Regions from separate parts of the Gossypium arboreum genome. Here region 1 is linked to region 2. The links are chromatin contacts, called in public Hi-C maps. All regions are on one chromosome and are shown on one strand. Each heading gives the region's core, a stretch centred on a gene start, on an enhancer-like site or on the middle of the called end of the contact. The rest is flanking DNA. Distances are from core to core; before and after follow the strand shown. Region 1 holds the start of LOC108458110 (zinc finger CCCH domain-containing protein 32-like). Region 2 has its middle 10 kb from the start of LOC108460929.

Region 1 (3,567 bases), core at 723-3,222, 88 kb before region 2:
ACCGGCTGATAAAATTGAGGTGCAGATGCTGGCATTGATGTGCCAGCTGGTTGAGGATGATGGAATTTACAAGTAACACCAAATTTGCACTGCCCTGTTTTCAAATAGTAGGAGCATTCTTTCTCACCCTGTTAATGCATGCAGATGAGATTGGTTTCTGGATGTTTTAAGAATTCCTTAAACAGATAAATACAAATAAAGGAGGAAGGAAACAAGAAAGGAGATCATCCAAACCGGTTGTAATGGGTATCCATATATATTCAACGGAACATGGCCAAAGGATCCACCTCGGTGTTTTGGATGGTGGAATTTACAGGAGGCACCAAATTTACAGGTTCCAGTTTTTAAATAAAACTGCATGCGTCAAAAAGAATTAAAAAATGGGCAACTTAAAGAAGAGAAAAAATTATCATTCTGGCATTAATTAGCAAAAGGGATAGATAAAAACAATTTTGCATTATCACATAGAATGAAATTATTCCTTTACCTGACATGCAGGTTCCCCAGGTCGTTCAGGGTACTCCCCTGTAGCTCTTACAGCAGCCTCAACCTAAATGGCATCATAACCAAGAATGACTGAACACTCAAAAGAGGCTTAAGCCATAGTACAGGAAAAATCTTATCTCAGTTCTAAACCACAAATAATGAGAAGACCTAAGTAAGCTTTAAATTCTCTTACACCATCCTATCTATAACTTTTAACTTGACATGAGTCCAATGAAGCACAATTCCATGGTAAAATCTCCCGTTATTTGCTTCACTTGCCCACAAATTAAACAAAATTTTTGGAAACAAAGACCATGTATCGATTATACCAAAATAAAAAAGTTTGGCATGAATTAGAGTGTAAGACAGGCCAACCAAATTACAGTCAAATTACAGTGTTTGGAAAGATGCTGAAGAAATAGACATAGACTTAAGTTAAAGCCATTTAAATCAGAGATCCAGAACATAGGATGTCAAGCAAACTTCTAAATTGCAGGTCCAGTTTCTATTTGGAGGTAAATATTGCACTACGAATCATGCTCATCAGAGCTCCTAAGAGCTAGAAGAAACAAATATATGCTTCAATTACTGCTACTATTATTAAAGCATCAAAATGTACCATGATACATGCTCCTACTACCTAGTGCATTTTGCACATCCATTGTTGATCTTGAAAGTAAAGTAAGTTCATTTACTTACACCTCCACTGTCACCATTAACAGTGTAATCCGACAACATAAATATATATTGTTTATTCCATTTCACATTAATCAACCAATATCAGTTAAATGCAGAATCAAACATAGCTAACAAAATAAAGCCCCACTTTTCGAAGAAAATGATAAGGAGAAATTTACCGCGGCACGGTTACGAGGATGATTATAACGGCACCTATTACCGTATCCACAGAACCCAGTTCGCATATAGTAAACACAGTCAGGTACTCCGGGCCGTTCCGGGTACGATTCGGTGCCCCTCAACGATAACTGCCACATGGATTCTGCATTATACCAAAGAAAATACTAAGGAAAACTGTAACTCACTCTCCACATTATATAAAAAAGAAAAACCTAAAACTCCAAACAGTAAGTGACGTCGTTACAATGTGTGAAGAAAACAGGAAAAAAAATATTGAAAAGAAAAAGTACCTTCAAGGCCGCCAGTTTCGGGACCAGCGGGAATCCATTCGAGCTGATGACCCGAAAAAGATCCATTCCGTGCCGGGTTTTGACCGTACAACTCCATCAAAACTGGTTTCCGTCCTGTTGGGGGATTCTGTACAGTAGTATCTTACCGACTTTACAAGAAAATAAATGAATACGGAGAATCTGAGAATGTTCTAGACTGACCGGAGAGAGCTCGATCGAGAGTGGAACTTTGCTAAAGAAAAAAATAAGGAGGAAGGAGAGAGAGAGAGAGAGAGAGAGAGATTCTTCCACTTCAATTGAGCTTTGTTTATTCGCTCTCTTTTTCTCTCTCAAATACTGTACGGTATAGGTTCGGCGCCTTTTTATAGTAGTATCGTATGATTACAACTTTTTGTCCAAGTATAGTATTTATTTTTTGTTGGTTAAAATATGTTTCAAATTCCTCTACTTTTTCTATATTTGAAATTTAGTCCTTTACTTTTATTTTTAAAAATACAATTTTATTTGTTAATACGATTATATTTTATTTTTATTACATGTTTATCAAGTGATTTTTTATTGCAAAATGTCGAACCAATGAAATTAATATAAACATTTTAATATAATTAATAATTGGACTTAAAATTTAAATTTTAAAAATAGGACTACATCCTTAGGAATAAAAGTAAGACTAAATTAAGTACGAAGATTTGGAATATATTTTAACCTATTTTTAGCTTAACTATAAAATTGACCCTTAAATTATTACGTTTTTCTCATTTAGGTACTTTTTTTTTGTCAAAAGTGCTACTAAATTATTAATTTCATCTCATTTTACCCAATAAGTGTATGGCATGCATGAAAATACGCAAGGTGTCTTGTTCTTATTAGATGATATCGCATTTTGGGTCAAATGAAATGAAATTGATAGTTAAAATACTACTTTCATTAAAAAATTAAATACCAACATGAGAAAAACGATATAATTTGAGTATTAATTTTGTATTTAAGTTTTTTTATGCATATTATTTTTAATATTATTATTCTAATGGATCTTTTTATTATACTAGCAAAATTAATTAGTCATGTGCTTTATTTTTTTTTAAAAATAAATTAACGACACATCACTATTATAGGTTAATTTATAAGAATATGTTAAAAAAATTATTTAAGAAACTATGCTGAAATTCTACAAATTTGTTGATTTATACTATTTTTGGAGAGACAAAGAAAACGAGTCCTCTATGACGCGTTGTCACTTTCCCAAAAATTATTTTTTTTCCTCTCTTTTTTCTTGCAGTTGAAAATTAGAAGTTTGTAGATTTATTTTGATCCATGTTTGGGATAGACATGGTCATAATTTTAAAGAATGTTTAAATTTAAAGTGGTACTGTGGAGTTGGGTGACCTATAATTTTCATCTTCCATATGAGTAAAAAGCTATCACCCGGGAAGTCGGATCGTGTTGCAACTTAAGGTCCCAGTTGACGGTGATTATACGGTCTGGGGTTGAAGTGTAACTAGGGCTTTAAGTTTACAAAGGTTATGCTATAAAAGGATGGATCATAAATAAAGCACCAGTTGAAAGTTGTTATGTGGGCATGACAACCAATTTTTCCTCGTCAAAAGAGAATGGTTTATAAAACCCAAATAGAAGTACGAAGAAGAAAAACACAGTAGTCTTTTAGTATAATCAAGTATTTCATTTTATCCATGTCCACCAAAGGCAGTGATTTCGTTATTATAACATGTAACATATTTAGGGTGTAATAAGTTTTACTAACAGGGTCATTGTCTTTGGTGGATATAGACAGCACGAATACTTGATTATATTGGAAAGCCCCTCTGTTTTTCTTCTTCGCACTTCTGTGTGGGTTTTATAAAGCATGCTCATCTGACGAGGAGAAATTGGTTGTCATGCACACATAACCACCGTCAACTAGGGCCCTAGTTAT
Region 2 (3,552 bases), core at 111-2,610:
AACACAAACATTAACAATTGAAAAAAACTCAAATTGCTTAAAAACCCAATTTATATTATGAATTTTAGTTCCACTTTTCTTTTCTTATTAAAAGCAAATCAAATTCCTAAAATAAACAAGTATAAACCGTATAATGAACTATCATAATTAGATATAATAGTTCTTCAATTGAATTCATATAATAAAATCAAGATGTAATAAAAATGAATTTATTAAGTTATTATAATTTTATGAAAAATTTAAAACTAAAAATGTTCAATTTTAAAAGAAAATTTTTATAACAAAGACAATTTAGTAAAATTTACGTTTACGTAATCTTATATTCCACCTATAATCTATGTTCTCATAATCCTACTACGAAATGTAATCTAATATTCGGCGAACCAAATGCACCTAAAAGCATTTATTCTAACTTTTCTCAAATGTTTAACTTTTTTTTAAACCTTAGTAGCCTTTTAGTTTAAATTCCTTAGAAATTTTTTTGGGTAAACTACATCCAAGGTTACTAAATTATTAATTAGCAAGTTTATGTTTTTGTCACTTAACTTAAAAAGTTACAGAATGGTTACTAAACTATTTAAAAGTTTTCACTTAAATCATTGAACTATTCGGGTGTTTTTACTTAAGTCATTAGGTTGTTAAGGTTTTTTTTTAATAAAAAAATTTGGCTAGCTAGCTTTAAGTGATAATTCGACGATTGGTACGATAGATCAATACCCATCGATGAGTAAAAAAAAAACCCTAGATCTAAATCAATTTAACGATTAATGTCGAAGATCGAAGAATAAAGTTGTTTAGATTTTTATTCGCAGATACGTGATGTTCAAAGCTATTTATAGGAAAAAAAATCTAAATTGTAAAAGAGAAGGAAAATGAGGACTTTGGGTAGGTGCAGTGCAAACAAAGAGCGTTATACAACAATAATTTTAACAGTTCAGTAATTTAAATGAAAAATTTTAAATAGTTCAATAATCATTTTATAATTTTTTAAGTTAAATAATCAAAACATAAATTTACTAATAATTTAATCACTTTAATTATAGTTAACCTGAGCTTTTTTTAAATTCTAACATAAGTAATTTAGAACTGAATTTTTCGCGCACAGTTTGCTCACGTGACATTAGCAAGTGGACAAAGTTACTTTGAACATCCATAAACAGCTTTAGGCTTCGGTCCAAAGTTGAGGACGGGCTTTCTAACCCAACATTTATTGGGAATAATTGGGCTAATTAGCCGGGCTTATGAGTGTGGACCAAACTTTTAACTTTAAAGCTTGACGTTTCATTGAAACGGCTTAATAAATGGCGTCAACGACTCGAACGATATCGGTCCAACTTGCAAGAAGGAAACAGGTTTCCATCGATTTGCGTTCTCCAAAGAATCTCATCCAACTGGAACAGAACCAGACATCTACGTCATGGCTGCCTCAACTTCCCCATTTCTCGGGTTTTTTACTAAAATAAATTTTAAAAAAATTATTTATCAAAATAGGTTGTCAGCCCAATTATATACGAATAATGGGGTGTTTTTTTCATTCGCGCCTATCTGACAGGCGCAAATGATTATTTTATATTAATTTTTTTTTGTTTTTTTAAATAAAATACTATTTTTTTTATTTTTGGGTTAGTATGACCCGCGTATAAATACGAATACAGGTTGCGCCTACTTGAGAGGCGCGACTAATCGAGCCTTTCTCAGAGGCGCAAATGAATGTGCCTACCTCAGAGGCGCAAATGGTTGTGGTGGGGCCCACACATGCTTAACTTTTCCCCTATATATACTCCCGAAAATCAAATGAACATATTAACAAAATTTAGCATAGCAAGTTGAACGTAAAGAAGAAGATAGGGAGAAGAAAAAAAAGAAAGGAGAAGAAAACAAGGAGGAGGATAAGGTATTTTAGTATTTTTTTTTTGTAAATAGAATGTAAAGTTTTGTTAGTAATTTTATTATTTGAAAGTTATTTTGTTAGGTTATTAATTTTGTTAGCTTATGAATGAAAATATTTGCATTAAAAATTTTATGTATTTTTTTTTTCTATTCGAAACTGTTTTGAAAATTTTGAAAAATTTTTAACAGATCTAGTATTGAAGATGGAGAATCAATTTTTCGTATGTGTTTATTTTTTATGGAGAAATTTTGACAACAACCGTGGGATGTATATTTGAATGTCGCAAACAAGTAGCAATGAGATTTAGTAAAAATATATCGTTTGATGATATGAAGGAAAAAATTAGTGAAAAAATTTATAAACGTTGTGGGAGAAGGATGTCGAAACTTTTCTACAAGTTTCCAGTTTCGACGGATCCCATAAAATTCACCGAAATGGAAGTCGTAGACGATGAAGACGTGGAGACAATGGTCACTCTTTATTGTGGGACTCGAAGCAACCAAAATGCACTGATTCAGTTATTTGCTGAGTTAGCTGGTATATAGGCAACTAAAGATCCCACTTCATTAGGTGAAGAAGATAGAGCTCAAGAGCCGTGTATGGTGGTTCCGATATCGTACGTTGATAGCCAATCAACTATACACGGGATCGACATTGATCTTAATGATGCACCCGAGACTGATGTGGTTGGTGATGATATATGCCATAGTAGTGATCCTTCTGATCACGAAGTCGATAGTGAGAGTGATCCCGATGTAGACGAGGTCCCAGATGATATTGACGACGAAGGCGTGAATGATGATAGAAACGTTAACGCGTCTTCATTTGGGAACCAGATTCGTCATATTGCGATACACAATAATCCTGGGATACACATGTCTCAGATAGACCCCGATGCGACGCACGCAGTTGAGTTTCCGGAGCACCCTGAAATACTACCTGCTCACCGGATAGCTGTATATTCTGATCCTGAGGAGTTGTTCGTGGGTCAAAAATTCGAAAGTAAGGAAGAATGTGTTTTTTCCATTAAGCAGTATAGCATGAATATATCAGTAGACTATAAAGTTGTAACGTCTAAACCGACATTATACATTGGAGAGTGTTGGAGGTCGACGGAAGACTGCAATTGGCGGATACGAGCTGCATTTATCCAGAAGTCGCAGATGTGGGAGATACGAAAATTTGTTGGGCCTCATACATGCACTTCAACACGTATGACAGAAGATCATCGAAAACTTGATTCCAAAACTATCTGTACGTGCATCATGCCAATGGTGAAAGACATGCCTACCATTAAAGTTTGATCTTGATTAGAAATGTAGGCACGATTCCAGTATCGAGTATCATACCAAAAGGCATGGATAGCTAAACAAATGGCAATGGAACAATTGTACGAGATTTGATGCATCGTATAATGAGTTCTGAGGATGGATAGCCGCTATGAGGGAGTACGTGCCAGGGACTGTCATTGAGTTGCAGACACGACCTTATTACGGCCTGGATGACCAACTACAATCGGGAAAAAGAATTTTTCATCGAATGTTCTGGACGTTTGATCCATGTGTGCGTGCATTTCCCCACTGCAAACCATTTGTGCAAGTAGATGGGACCTGGCTATATGGAAAATATACACAGATCCTACTTCTTGCGATTGCTCAAGA

The links. Hi-C and Micro-C count contacts between places; a contact is called where the count stands out from the background.
Region 1: a Hi-C map of leaf shows a contact between it and region 2, with 2.7 times the contacts expected there. The contact joins the promoter of LOC108458110 here to the enhancer-like site in region 2. A contact is called at or near these places in 2 of 5 Hi-C or Micro-C datasets (both in leaf).

The regions. Positions count from the first base shown.
Region 1 is chr8:125,571,035-125,574,601 of ASM2569848v2, reverse strand. LOC108458110 (zinc finger CCCH domain-containing protein 32-like) reads right to left here and starts at 1,972. Exons shown (of 8, transcript XM_053031514.1): 1 at 1,836-1,972; 2 at 1,635-1,761; 3 at 1,344-1,486; 4 at 488-550; 5 at 235-354; 6 at 1-128. The coding sequence starts at 1,731.
Region 2 is chr8:125,482,204-125,485,755 of ASM2569848v2, reverse strand. No RefSeq gene overlaps it. Among protein-coding and RNA genes, the nearest start is that of LOC108460929, 10 kb to the right of the region's middle. Within about 2 kb of position 1,360, at least 1 of the 2 cell types and tissues checked has an H3K27ac peak or open chromatin away from gene starts, as enhancers often do. A contact at or near this core is called in leaf, where this site is marked.